Linked DNA regions of Mus musculus: all the other regions are linked to region 3. A link is a contact called in public promoter capture Hi-C data. All regions are on one chromosome and are shown on one strand. The core of a region is the stretch at or near the end of the contact, and the rest is flanking DNA. Distances in the headings are between cores, read along the strand shown.

Evidence for each region. Promoter capture Hi-C pulls out the DNA fragments that hold promoters and counts their contacts.
Region 1: a promoter capture Hi-C map of the HPC-7 cell line shows a contact between it and region 3, with 4 times the contacts expected there. The contact joins the enhancer-like site here to the promoter of Synrg in region 3. A contact is called at or near these places in 18 of 39 promoter capture datasets (the 3T3-L1 cell line, the C10 cell line, the HPC-7 cell line and 11 more), 3 of 15 datasets of contacts at CTCF or cohesin (the NIH/3T3 cell line, pro-B cells and stem cell-derived epiblast-like cells), 8 of 484 Hi-C or Micro-C datasets (B cells, the HPC-7 cell line, bone marrow-derived macrophages and 3 more), 17 of 115 datasets of contacts at active chromatin or transcription factors (the 230-238 cell line, the HPC-7 cell line, bone marrow-derived macrophages and 12 more) and 3 of 9 other capture datasets (adipose tissue, liver and pancreatic islet).
Region 2: a contact with region 3 is called in a promoter capture Hi-C map of liver. The contact joins the enhancer-like site here to the promoter of Synrg in region 3. A contact is called at or near these places in 8 of 39 promoter capture datasets (the C10 cell line, the HPC-7 cell line, cancer-associated fibroblasts and 4 more), 1 of 15 datasets of contacts at CTCF or cohesin (the NIH/3T3 cell line), 4 of 484 Hi-C or Micro-C datasets (B cells, the C3H10T1/2 cell line, bone marrow-derived macrophages and 1 more), 5 of 115 datasets of contacts at active chromatin or transcription factors (CD8 T cells, the HPC-7 cell line, embryonic stem cells and 2 more) and 1 of 9 other capture datasets (pancreatic islet).

The regions. Positions count from the first base shown.
Region 1 is chr11:83,787,545-83,792,252 of GRCm38.p6, reverse strand. No RefSeq gene overlaps it. Among named protein-coding and RNA genes, the nearest start is that of Gm38934, 21 kb to the left of the region's middle. Within about 2 kb of position 2,787, at least 133 of the 459 cell types and tissues checked have an H3K27ac peak or open chromatin away from gene starts, as enhancers often do. A contact at or near this core is called in the HPC-7 cell line, bone marrow-derived macrophages, embryonic fibroblasts and 3 more, where this site is marked.
Region 2 is chr11:83,818,014-83,822,769 of GRCm38.p6, reverse strand. It overlaps Gm12576 (a long non-coding RNA gene), which reads left to right. Exons shown (of 4, transcript XR_388929.3): 3 at 2,327-2,462. Among named protein-coding and RNA genes, the nearest start is that of Gm38934, 9.4 kb to the right of the region's middle. Within about 2 kb of position 3,174, at least 39 of the 459 cell types and tissues checked have an H3K27ac peak or open chromatin away from gene starts, as enhancers often do. A contact at or near this core is called in extraembryonic endoderm stem cells, liver and pancreatic islet, where this site is marked.
Region 3 is chr11:83,961,655-83,966,211 of GRCm38.p6, reverse strand. Synrg (synergin, gamma) reads right to left here and starts at 1,781. Exons shown (of 20, transcript NM_194341.2): 1 at 1,666-1,781. The coding sequence starts at 1,736. Ddx52 (DExD box helicase 52) reads right to left here. Exons shown (of 15, transcript NM_030096.2): 15 at 3,124-4,462. The coding sequence ends at 4,405.

The DNA.
Region 1 (4,708 bases), core at 1,538-4,037, 170 kb after region 3:
TCCAGAGGACCCAGGTTCGATTCCCAGCCACCCACATGGTGGCTCACAATAGTCTATAACTCCAGGTCCAGGAGAGTCAATGCCTTCTGCTAGACTCTGCAGGCACCAGCATGACTGAGTGCACACACATACATGCAGGAAAAACACCCAAACACATAAAGTAAAAAAATTAAAATGGACTGGGCAGTGGTGGCACATGCCTTTAATCCCAGTACGTGGAAGGCAGAGGTAGGCAGATTTCGAGGCCAGCCTAGTTTATAGGTGTCCTGAATTCCAGGACAGCTACGACTATATAGAGAAACCCTGTCCCAAAAAAGAAGAAAAAGAAAAAACAAAAAGGGAAAAAAGAAAGAAAGAAAAGAAAAGAAAAGAAAAGAAAAGAAAAAACTTGCTGCCAAGCCCCCCAAACCAAACCAAACCAAACCAAAACCAACCAACCAACCAAACAAACAAACAAAACCAAAACCAACCAACCAACCAACCAACCAAACAAACAAACAAACAAAAACCCTGAAGACTCTATATAAAAATATTAATGATGTGGGTTCTGCACAGTGTCGGTAATATCCTGCAGATGCTTCCTGAATTTAGAAGACACCAGTGGTGCCCCTCCCGACATGGGTAGTGCAGTGAGACCCACCGGGCTCTGACCCTTCCCAGTAACTCAGCTCTTGCTCTTTTAAGATAATTACCTTTTCCTTATCACTTAGGAATTCAGAAAAACATTAGTGTAAGGGAAAAAATGCAGGGGCTGGTGCGTTGGCTCGGAGGTTAAGAAGCCTGAAATAAGTCACCACATAGAGTTCCAGGCCAGCCAAGGCTGTGTAGTGAGACCCTGTCTGGACAAACAGACAAACAAGAGCATCGGCTGCTCTTGCAGAGGATCCAGCTTCCACATGGTGGTTCACAGCCCAGGGGACCTGATGCCCTCTTCTGGCCTTCCTGGCCTCGCACATAGTACATAGATACACATTCAGAACACTCAGACATGTAAAAATTAAAAAGAAAAAAAAGACAAAATTACCCATTGTCTCAGCTTGCAGAAATAACCTTCTAATACAATGGAAAAAAAACTCTTTGCAAACTGTCAATTGTTGTTATAATATATATGTATATAAATGTGTGTATATACATTATTATATTACATTAATACACACACACACACACACACACACACACACATATATATATATATATATATATATATATATATATATATATATATATATATATTACTTTTTTCCTTAACACTATAGTCCAAGCATAGTCCCCCCTTTTTAAAGTTTATAAACGGCATCTCACTGAATAGTCCTGGAACCCTCTATGTAAATCAGGCTAGCCTTGAACTCACAGAGATCCTGCCTGCTCCTGCTTACAGAGTACTGGGATTAAAGGTGTGCACTATCATGCCTGGCAATTTAAAAATTTTCTATATCTAAACCATTCTCTAACATTGTTAAAGTAGAGAAACCTATATAAAGAGTTTAACCCAGCTGTTGGTCTGCCTTTGATTTCATCTTGTCAAACACAATGAAGTGTGTGTTCACCCACATGTCTTGGTCTCCATTCCTGGAGAAGGCTGGACAAAGTATTTCTGGGTTGGAGGCTTTTTTTTTTTTTTTAATTTATTTTTTTGCATTGGGATGCTGGCAGGCTTTTCTCAGAAGGATGGAACCTGAGTTTCTTCAGATCTAAAGGTCGTGGCAGGATACATTCTGTATGCACGTGGGGCTGGGGCTGGGGCTGGAAATGGCTCAGACTCCGAGGCTTTGGCCAGTCCATCACCTTCATCATTTCATGCTGACACAAAGCAAAACAACGCAACAACACAAAACCAACCTTCTCAGAAGTCCTATCCTGTCTCCTGTTACAGCTTGGAGAGTGTCTGTCATCAGGCACATTCTGGGAGACTTTCCCTTTATCTAAAGGGGTCAAGAGAGACTTCTGGAAAAGCACCTGTCATGGCCCAAGATGATTCTGGGTCAGCTGATTGAGGGAAGGTTTGGAAAAGCTTCCTGGCTTGGGGAAAAAGGTGGTGCCCACTATGCTACCTGCAGTCTACTTAGCATATCAGACCCCAAGCATCATGCCTGCCCTGTGTTACAGAGAGCACTATTACATAGGACACCAAGGGGGGGGGGGAGAAAGAGAGAGAGAGAGAGAGAGAGAGAGAGAGAGAGAGAGAGAGGCAGAGAGAGCAGAGAGAGCGAAACAGAGACACAGGGAGAGACAGAGTGTGTGTGTGTGAGAGAGAGAGAGAGAGAGAGAGAGAAAGAGAGAGGCAGAGAGAGCAGAGAGAGCGAAACAGACACAGGGAGAGACAGTGTGTGTGTGTGTGTGTGTGTGTGTGTGTGTGTGTGAGAGAGAGAGAGAGAGAGAGAGAGAGAGAGAGAGAGAGAGAGAGAGATGTTTGGAAAAGTTTGTGGGTAAACTGTGCCAAGCCTGATGACCTAAGTTAGATCCCTGGGATTCACAAGGTGGGAGAGAGCTATCCTCTATACATTGTCCTCTGACCTGTGCAAGCGTACTTTTAAGCTCTCCCTCCCCTAAGCAAAACTGATATTAACAAGCTCTATGCTTTAAGAAATAGCCCTGCCCCAAATCCCTGTAATTTACTCCCCATCCAAGCTCCATTCAAGCAGCAAGCAGCTGTGTCATCTGCTCTGCTTCCCAGCCCCACTTGAACCTGCGCTGCCTTCAATGCTAGCTAGCATAAGCTTCACTTAGACGCTTCAGGGAGCCAGCATCGGGCATTGACAGGAAGGCGCATGCGTCCCGACCGTGATCTGAGCATGTTACTCAGAAGTTTCGTAATCTGTGAGTCACAAAACAGGAAGGATAACATTTGCCTCACTGTTAAGTATTGTTCTCAGATGACACGATGCTAGCGAAACTGCCTCATGTATAGAAGATACTCAGGAAATGCATCAAGAATCGATGAGCCCCTCCCAGATGACTGGGGCTCGCGTTCCCTTGTCTCCAGCCCCTTACCACTCCCCTTTTCTATACTCTTGCCTTGCCATGCTTGTGAGGCAGGGCCAAAAGCTCAAGAGATTCTTCTGGTACCTTCTCTGGCACCTTACATACCGTTCTTGTTCAAAGCATTAAGCGTAACCAAGGGTGTTGCTTTTTTTTTTTTTTTTCTTTACATTCATTCCAGGGTGGAAGGTTGTCTCACTGCACGAGAGACATGTTATCCTACAGGTGTCACGACCACCCCCAAATCCAGCCTTTCAGACCAGAGCTCCCTGAACCCATGCCCCCTACAAGCTAAGGCTCAGAGAAGAGCGATGCTTCTCCACTTTGGGCTTCTTAGCCCTCCAGGGCACATTTTCCAAAGCATGAGATATGTTGGGTTGTCATAGTTAGGGGGATTCTTCCTGGCGTCTGGTTAAGTAAGGGGTTTGAGATGTTGACAAACATCCCACAGTGCACCTACAAGGAACCAGCCTGCCCGAGGAATTAACAGTGCCATGGTTGAAAACCTTGACTTAGAGGGGCCCTTCCATAAGGTCAGGGCAAAGCTCTGCTCACAGCCCTCCCCACCCATGGTTCCTAAACCCCTCCTCTTTATGGTGGGGGGACAAGGCCAGGAAGGCCCCACATCCCAGTTACCACGCTCAGCCTCCTCCTGTTTCCACCTGCTGTTCTGCTCTGTTACCTCCTGCCCCTCTAAGATAGCCTGTGTGTCCTACGTGCCACCTGCTGTACAGCTCTGTGGTCACCCCAAGGGTCACCCCCGCCTGCCTCTGCTCAAAGGTTGTCTTCCCAGGGAGAACTTCCTTCACACCTCGTGCCAAACTATAATCTGCCCAGAGCTTTCTGTCCGGCCATGATCTGTTTTTCCTTGCCTCTGGCCCCCGAGACCCCAGGTCACTGACGGTATTAGCTTACCGTCCTGATCAAGTGTGATATCTGCAGGACTTTTTTTTTCCTTGTTCCCTGATATTTTCTTCTGCTTGATTCTTTTTCTTTTCTTTTCTTTTTCTTTTTTATTTTTGAGACAGGGTTTCTCTGTGTAGCCCTGGCTGTCCTGAAACTCACTCTGTAGACCAGGCTGGCTTTGAACTCAGAAATCTGCCTGTCTTTGTCTCCTAAGTGCTGGAATTAAAGGCATGCACCACCACTGCCCTGCACTTGCCTGATTTTTATATATTATATCTTATATATTTGATAAATTCTCCAGATATCTTCTCCAGTGAATGGATGAATGAATAAATGAATGAAAATCCTACTGTTCCAGAGCTGTTCCGTTCTTATGAAGTCAAGCTGACCTGACACTTGTGTCATGTGAGTGCAGTTGCCCTCATAGACCAGAAGAGAGCGCTGGATCCCCTGGAGTGACAGGTGGCTGTGAGCCATTGGACGTGGGTCCTGGGAACCCAACTCAGGTACTTTCCCTTATTATCCCCAACACCTGTTCAGGCAAACACTTAAATGTTATTCTGAGCATCTCATGTAAATGAAAACCTACAGTATACGTGGCTGTCTTCTTTGACTTAGCATAGCATTTAATGGCTCACCCACGATATGGAGTATATTGATATTTCACCTTTTCTACAGCCCAATATTATTCCACCGAGTAGACACACATCATGCCGTTCTCTGGTCGCCAGCAGAGCCGCCGTTGCTAGTTAGGGGCTATCCCGAATGCTGCAGCTGTGGGCACTGCTGTACTTGGTCACATCATTTGTTTGGGGTGTCACCT
Region 2 (4,756 bases), core at 1,925-4,424, 140 kb after region 3:
TACAAATGAAGAAAGATCTGGTGACCCCTTGTTAGCTAGGGTAGGCAGGCCTATAGTCCCAGTGCAGAGGAGGAGGCAGGAGGGTTTCAAATACCAGGCTGTTGTGTGACAAAACTTTTTCTAGGGAGATGCAGCACACACCCATCTATTCATCCCAGATAGGGAGCCCATGACAGACTCAGGTACAGATACCACCAAAGTCCTATTTAGTAAACCATGAGTTTTATTGGGGCTACTTACAGAAGCAGAAATGACTCAAAGACAGCTGCATCATCGCCTCCCCTCCCCGCCCCTATCATGGATGACAGCTCACAAAGCTGAGAACCCGGAGCACACTGTACAGCCTGCAGGCAGCTCAGCAGGTTGGAGAATGTTCTTTCCAAGAGACTCTAGTCTACATCTCTTGCAGGCAGCCATGCCAGCTTCTGCTTCTCCCAGGCAACTGGTCCGGTCTCAGAGTCCATTTAGCTTGGCTCCTTCTTTGCTTTTGCTTCAGTTCAGGTTGTCTGAGAATCTTGTTGGTGGCTGTTCTTTTCCCCAGGTCTGTTTGATTGTTTGTTTGTTTGTTTGTTTTGTTTTTTTCAAGACAGGGTTTCTCTGTATAGCCCAGGCTGTCCTGGAACTCACTTTGTAGACCAGGCTGGCCTCGGACTCAGGAATCTGCCTGCCTCTGCCTCCCGAGTGCTGGGATTAAAGGCATGTGCCACCACCGCCAGGCTTTCCCCAGGTCTTAAAGGGAAGTTTGAAAAAAAATTTTTAATTGCTTACTCAGGCAGGGAGGAGCCTAGTGAATCTGGTCAGTTTCAGGGAATTCCTGGAGTTATTTTGAGTTATTTACCTTCCTGTTTAAGGAGCTTCCCTGAAGGATAGGTTGTTTCAATCTCAAAGGAAACTGTTACACAACATGGGCTAATCTAGGCTGCAAAATCCTATCTCAAAAACAAAAAAACAAAAAACAAAAAACAAAACAAAACAAAACCGGGTGGTGTGTGTGTGTGTGTGTTTATTTGAAGTAGGGGCTCACTATCTAGCTTTGGTTGGCCTTGAACTCTCCATGTAGTTCAGCCTGGCCTTGAACTCTCAGAGATCCAGTTGCCTGTTTCCTGAGTGCTGGGATAAAAGTTGTGCCCCACCACATCTATCCTCTAAACACATTTCTGACTGACAGCAGATTTCTTATCAGCTACTAAAGATGCCAGAACCCAGTGGGAGTAAACTTGAAAATGCACAAGAAGAACAGCCACTCACATACAGATTCATAGCTAAGGTGTAGTCAAGACTGAAAACAATATAAAGACTTTTCTCAGATAGAGAAGAGCTTATCTGTCATAATCCCTCAGTGAGAGAATTACTAAAGGATGTGCTTTGAAGACAGCTGATCCTATATGAAGTGGCACTTAAGAACCAACACAAACAAAAAATAAATACATAATTGTATAGTCATATTTAAATAATATTGACTATAAATTATTTCATACAATAATTTTGTTGGATTACAAAAATAAGATGACACCGAAGAACTATAACATGGTACAAACTTGGGAAGGACTGAAGTTTCTACATCTGGGGGAAAGAAGTTGGAGATATTAACACTACACTAATATTTCAAAGAAGTTGGAGATATTAATATTATACTAATATTTCAAAGAAGTTGGAGATATTAACACTACACTAATATTTCAAGGGTTCTTTACCTAAGGTAGTGAGGGGGACAAGAAGTAGAATGGAGGGTTTCCAAACTGAAAGGAAATAAAGTGAGTAAGATTTTATTGTTAAAGTGGAAAGAGAGACATGGACCAAAGAAGTAAAGATTAAAATAAGTAGAGGCTGGAAGGAAGGCTCAGTGGTTAAGCGCAATGGATGCTCTTCCAGAGGACCCAAGTTTGATTCCCAGCTCCCATATGTTGGCTCACAAAGATCTTTAACTGTAGTCCTACCCTCTTTGGGCAACCTTGGGAACCAGGCACAGATATGGTGTTCAGATATACATGTAGGCAAAGCAAAGCTCTCATACGTGTTAAATCAATCAATCAATCAATCAGTCAATCAATCAATCTTTTTTTAAAAAAATATTAAAATGGATTCCACTAATGGAGACAATTCTAATCGGATGAAACCTGACATTTCTGAGCTCACACTTAGTGTCAGACTCTATGCTGGGATAGAAAAGATAAACAACTTCTTCCCTAAGCTCAGTCTAGCTGGGGACAACTAGAAGTGATGTGTCATGAGAGGGCAAGCAGTGCCTGGAGGCTGGGGGTGGCACACAGGGAGGAAGCCAGGGATGGCTTTCTGAAGATGGTGAGACCTTTGCTTCATCCTGAAGGATGAGTGAGAAGTCAGAAGAAATAGCACGTACCAGGCCGGCGTGACAGCTCAGCTCGTGACAAAGGCATGGAACAGGGCCCAGTCTGCTCACAGTCTTCTTTTGTTACGGATGAGGAGTTTGAAGCTCCAAAAAGGTAAGGAGACTGCCCCAGGGGTCGCCCTGCTAATTGGTAGCAGAACTGGAATCTGTCCTAAAGACTCATTCACACACACACACACACACACACCCCTCAGAAGGCCCCCCAGTGCCTTAGGTTTGCTCCAGAAGGGCTAGAGACTGCATGGTGTTGAGGTTTCAGAAGACTTTGAGGAGGTACTGCCTGTGGGTGTGGGTGCTGGATCTGTCTCTGGCCTGTGCCAGGCTGGAGCAGAGCCAGGAACCCGGGCAATTTTCAAGACTGAGCTGCCTGGCTCACCCCAAGGAAGCCTCTGCCTCCAGCCACCTCACCGACGCTGGGTTTAATCATTAACTCCAGGTTCACAGGGCTGAAGCTGGAGTGCACAGGGTCTGGGGAGCAGCCTGGGTCTCCAAGGAGCCAGGAGAAAGATGGCTCAGGAGGAGAAGAAGGGGGCAAAGTTTAGAATGCGCTTGCTCATCCCTGAATGGATACACCCTGAGCACAGGGACAAGGTTCTGATTGTGACTGTCGATTTTGCTGGAGTTTAAACAGTGGTTTTTGTAAGCTTGATTTCAGGGCATCCATTCAATGTTCATTGAACGTTGTACTTCTGTCTGCTGCAGCCTTCATCCTGTGGGATAAGAATTTACTTCTATGAGCATTAAATGTAGCTCATAGAGAGCAGGACTCTTTCTTCCCATCAGCCTCAGTGCCTGGCACAGCCTGGAATATGATCAATGCTGATTAAATATTTGCTGAGTGAATGAAACCCAACTCTGCCTAAAAGTATTTTTAAATGTCCCCTTTAGAAAAGAAATGGGCACTAATTTTTTACTATTACTATTATTATTATTACTATTATTATTATTGAGACAAAGTCTGACTCTGTAGCCCAGGCTGCCTTGGAGCCCTTAGCAACTTACCTGCTTCAGCTCTCCAAGACTGGGGTTACACAGATGAAACATCATACTAACTTGTTTTTATTTTTATTTTTTTGAGGCAGAGTATCACTACATTGCCCAGGTTACAGTCAAACCTGCTACTCTCCTGCTTCAGTTTCTTCAGTGTTGGGACTACACGTTTGCACCATCAAGCCAAACGGCTGATTTTATTTAAAAAAAAACAAAAACAAAAACAAAAACAAAACTTCAATAGAGCAGGACATGGTGGATCATTCTTTTTATCCTAACACTCAGGAGACAAAGGCAGGTGGAGCTCTGTGAGTTCAAGGCCAGTCTCGTCTACATAGAGAGTCCCAGGCCAGCCAGGGGCACAGTGAGACCCTGCCAAACAAACAAACAAACAAACCAGCAGCAATAGTAAAAAGTTCAGTGGAGGTTTGCACTTGTATAGTAGCCGAGTCTAGGTGAAGTCCCCTGGTCTCAAGCAGGTGGCAGTCTTCTCCCCTTTGTCCCTAACGTCTGAGAAAAGACAGAGTATGGCTGAAACTGCTTAAGCGTTCTCCAGACACGGGTGTTATTCAAGCACGAGGCCACATTTGACTGCGGAAAAGAAAGCCCCATGGGGCAATAAAGGTAACTGCCCCTTGTCATTTCTGGGATCTTGCAATGGGAAAGACTGTTAGCAGAAATACTGCTCTGACCTGGGAGTGCAATCGCTTAAAAGGTATTTGTGTATTCTGCCAAAGCAAAAGTCCAAAACCAGACAAACAAACACCACCTTCCGTTTGAGAAGTAAGATGCAGGTGGCAACAAGACTTCTATCTCAGGCTGATTCACCTACTTCCTGGTGGGTAGATACGGCCACATCTTCTTCACATGGTATTTGTGAGGACTTAATGGCTGAATGGCATGGGAAACCCTTGGCAGCTAGAAGATGCTCACACACAGTGCAGATGCCTTCTGTCTCTTGAAAGTAAGATCATCTCCTAGAACCAGGTATGGAGATATAGTCCGCTCCCGGAAGCCATGTGAACGTGGGCATCAGGTCAGAGTTGAGGCTCGCTCTGCTGATGGGGCCTCAAATGTAAACATTTGTTGGTATTGTGTGGCTGTAGGGGATGCTGGGGGAAGAAATTCCCTTTGCAGGAATAGCCACTGTCCTGGAAGAGCCAGAATACCTTGTTGGACCTGGGCCAAGAAAGCTGACTCTCCTCCCCCAGCCAAATCTGTCTCAGGCTGTGGAGGAAACTGGCCAATGTCAGGGAGCCTCCATTGGTGCTGCCTCTGGGTGGTTTACCTTAGCAGGGTGGTGACATATATAGTGTGACCAATTTGCCTTCACCCCATTTTACCACTGGAACGTCCTCAGAGTTCTGAAAGTCTTTTAAGGTTCTAGCTCTCTACCGT
Region 3 (4,557 bases), core at 532-3,031:
CCCACTGAAAGCTTCGAAAGAAGAGTGTTGGCTTCTGTTTTTCTTCAGTTATACTCTGCTACTTTGTTAGGTTTCTTATAGATAACTTCAGCTCTTAGTATCGCTTTCCCCAAACCAAAATATTCCTGAGTATACAGTTTCTCAGCCCCCAAAAGTATCTAACAAATGTAACACCAAATACCCTTCAACAACCATTGTAATCACTTTGTGTCTCCTATGGATTTACTACCTGTTGGAGTGCACATGAGTTTATTGCCCATGCTCTTTCCCCTAAGACAGGATCTCAGGGTACCCAAGCTAACATCAAACTCTCCCGATAGCTGAGCATGTCTTTGAGCTCCTGATCTTCCTGCCTACATCTCCTCAGAGCTGGATTACAGGCATTCTCCAGTGCAGCTCCTTGGACCAGTGGCATTAAAATACTACAAACCAAACTGAGCAACACACTGAATTTTTCTGTGCCCAGGGGGTCTTCCTTTTTTTTTTTTTTGAAAACATTTGTGCCTAAAACATGAAATTCTTTGAAAATTTCTAGGACTGGTCCCATTATTACTCATACATTTGATTAGATTAATAGAATGCCACTTTAGAAATTGTCATCCTGTATATATTCTGCAGGCAAAAGCAATTTCTAATGCTCACTAATGAAAGACCCCAACGAAACAGTGACAAAACCAGAGGAGGAAGGAAAATGTTTTAAGTTTAAAGTCAAAGACTGTAGAGGAAGCAGAAAACCTGGCCACACACCGTTGCTTTATTCAAGTGACTGCTTTTTTTCCTTCCGTGAATGAGTGTGTGTGTGTGTATTCACAATATGCACCTGAAGGAGACGGTTACTTTAAAATCTTTTACACATTTGAAGTGTAGGTGATTCCAAAATTAAACTATACATTAAAAAAAAAACCCAAATACTTCGCTTTCCAAAGATAACTTAGGATATTTAAAAATAAAAGCTAATTTTATCTCGGAATGTGTGTGCTATATGTCAGCTAATTAAATAAACACAAACTGAGTCATGATAGAAAGGGGAGCAGACTTTCTGGAATCAAACATTTTGTCAAATGAAAATGAACTTGAGTTACAAACACCCCTTTACCATTCTGGATACAGGGAGCATAGCCTAAAAATTATCTGAAATAGAACAAAGAGCAGATTTTTATTTTTAAAAGGAGCTCAATAAAGTCTGGAAGCTTTTGTTTTAAGAGGAGCATACTGCTCTTGGTCAGTGAATTTTCTTTGTTTCAAAATGTCTATTTTAAAAGGAGTCAGACAAATGTTTTTTTCTACTAAACGGGCTTTATCTCAAGACAATTACTAATTCAAAGGTCTTCAGATTTTTCTATTTGTATGTGAAGAAAAGAAAAAAGGACTGGACAGGACGCTCTATGAGAGGAAAGACAGTACTGTACAGTCTTAAAACGGTTCCTCCAGCTTTGCGACTAGACCGTCACAGCCTTCGCTCCGACAGCAGCTCGAGCCCAGCAAGCCTAGCAGGGACTCGCGGGCGCTCGAGGCCCCGCGGCAGGTGCGGTGGCGCCTGCACCCGAGCGCGCTCCCCGCGGGTCCCCAGGACGCTCGCGCCCCGCAACCGCCGCCCCTGCGCCCGGCCCCACCTGCCCACCCCGCCGACCATGGCTGCCCACTCCGCCCGCCCCGCCGACCCACCTGCCTGCCCCGCCGGGCCCCGCGCCCGCCCCCGCCGCGCCGCTGGCTCCGGCTCCCGGCCGCAGCGCCATCTTGCTCGGGGCCGCCGCCGCGCCAGCAGCTGTCAGCCGAAGACAGGCACTTCCGGGGCAGACACCGCCCCACCAAGTCGGGGCCGACGACGGGGCGGGGCTGCGCGCCCACGTGACTTCATGGCCCCCGGGCACGAGCGGCGCGCCCCGGTGGCATTCTGCAGGAGACACAGCACTGCGGCTGGTGTAGTTAGTTTGCAAACCCGGATCTGCACTAATGCACACAGTAGGTCCTGATATAACCAGATGATGGAACACAGGTGCTTTTCTGCTGTTCCTTTACACAGCAGTCGGATCCTAGAGGGCCTTTACAGCTGTTTCCCTTGGCACTCTCTCTTCAGCATCTATTACAGACACTGACAGTACCTTTTACTTAAGTCAATCTAGAGCATACATGGACCCAATACACACGAAGAGGATATCCTCCAAGGTGCCCTACTCATGTGGTCGGTTTTGCCATAGTGAGGCACCGTGAGCACATGCTGAACCTACACAGGGTATTTTTACTTTGACACCTCCAACCCTAACCAAGCTACCTGGAAGTAAAATGTGTTGAAAGTAAGTTTGTTAAGCTCTTAGATAATGGATCAATCACAACCAGTCCCTGCCACTTCTTGCCTTACAGCTTTCGCTGAGACAATTATAATAGGTTATTAGTTTACTAGACCAGTTTTATGTGCATTTAATAGTCTGATGTCCCTGAGTTATTACTGCTATTTTAGAAATGAGAAAAAAAAATCTTGAAAGAAGTTCTTGTAATATGCTCAGATCTTGGAGCTGCAGTGTGTCCACACCAATATGTCCTCAAAGTCCTTGGTCCTTTAACTAGGACCACGCCCACTATTTGTGAGATCTGTTTTCCTTGTTTGGTCTTGTTTACTATTTCACTTTTCCTCTTCCCTGGTCAAAGCTAGCATTTATATAGGAGAGTCCTTACTGATATGTATAGGAGTTTAAATCCATTCCTGACCCTTTTTTTAAAAAAAAAGCTGATACAAGTTTTGTAGCTACTTCATGGACTGGGTGGTTGCTCAGAAAAAATAAAGAGAAAATAACTGAATGGGGATTATCAACACGATCTGTTACCATCTCTATCTGCATCCGTCCAAGGACACTCCCCACCTGTGTTAAGAGTCTTGTTAGGATGCTTTGAGATCACAGCCCCATACCACATAATCGTTTCTATACTTCATCACTGCCGTTAGTTGCTAAAGAGTGGTGCTGTTAGCATACAAAGCTTCAGACACAGAGATAGGCACTTTTACTCTTAAAACACAGGAAAAGCTGAAGGTCTAAAATGAAAATGCAGCCGCAATGGTTTCAAGTGTATACCCACTTCAGGATATACACTGACTCAACTCTCTGCAAGAACAAAACAATTACAAACTTTTAGTTTTTATTCTCTAGAGCAGTTTATTTAAATGAAGCCTGATTTTTTTTTTAAATCTTTATCCCATCTATTCAATATCAGTCTCATGTCTGTATTCTCAGCAGTAAAGGGGCTGAAACAGGAGGATTGCTGTGAGTTCCAGGCCAGTCTGGGATACAGAGATCCCTTTTCAAAACAAATACACATTTAAAAGGAGGTCTACTGTGCTGATTTTAGACTAAAGTATCAACTGCCTAGAGTAAAGGAAACAGGCTTAATTCAGTTGCTGGCAGTCACTTATGTTGTAGTCCTGTGGCAGCACAGGCCCTGAGAAATTCTAGGCTCCAGTCTTAAGTGCTTCAACTTGTACCAAGCCTTTTTTATTCCACTGTACAAAGCAGGTAATTAAGGAAAACCTGCATACTGTGCACTGCCTTGGTCCAAATGATCACAGTTCTCTGTGGAGGGTGGCTGAAGCCCATCAAGTCTCAGCAAAGATAAGCATCTGAGACAATGAAACGAGGTGTATCGTGTAACGGGAATGTTCTTCCTCATCAGGATAGGATAGAGTGCTATCTGCTTTCAGGCAGTCATCTTGGTGGAAAGAGACAGGAAAGAACATGGTTAAATGATGGAGAATGAAGTCAGACAGGGAAAGGCTGATCATAACCTTACAGTTGCAACATTATGACAGCTAAGCATAAGCTTCCTCCCCAGTGCAGTACAGGTCAATTTCAACAGGCTCAAGTTTCCAATCCTCTGGAATTTGGATAACCACAGATGGGGGACCTCCTTACTGTGGCTCCTACCACAAAGAAACACTAAAGGGAGTGCTAGGCTCCTTCCTGTGTCTGGCCTGTGCTGCTGCTCTTGTTTGCATCCCACACAGCGCTGGCTCTCCATACACACAAGTGTGGATGGTGCACTCAAACTCAAGGTTTTATTTTAAAATTCTGTTCCAGACGCCTCTCCACAGCATGCATCACACTTTCCTTCACACTTGAAGGGCAAAATCCTTAAGAGTTCACCACACTTGGGTGTTATTTTAGCATCGGCTCTTGTTCTTCTATAAGAAGTATCTCTCTGGATTCAGGCAGAAATGCCAATGCCTGTTATTTTCATTGTATAAATCCCACCTACAAAGTGAAGCTTGATGCATCACTACATCAGAACCATTCTGTCCTCTCATATCCTTGTGGATTTCAAATGTTTGGTAAAGATGGTTGTAAGTACTCCATGAGAATCCATGCCAGGCTCATAAGTTACACTGCAGGGATTGCCTTCTAAGGTATTTATTTTTTAACTTTTCTCTTTGAGAGTTTCTTTCTTCTTGCTGTTTTGGCCAGCAACCTTTTTCCTATGAAAAGGAAGACATACTGAATTAGAAATTCCATATGAATTTACTTCTATAACCTAACCGAGGCTAAATAAACATGTGCTAAAAGTTACCAT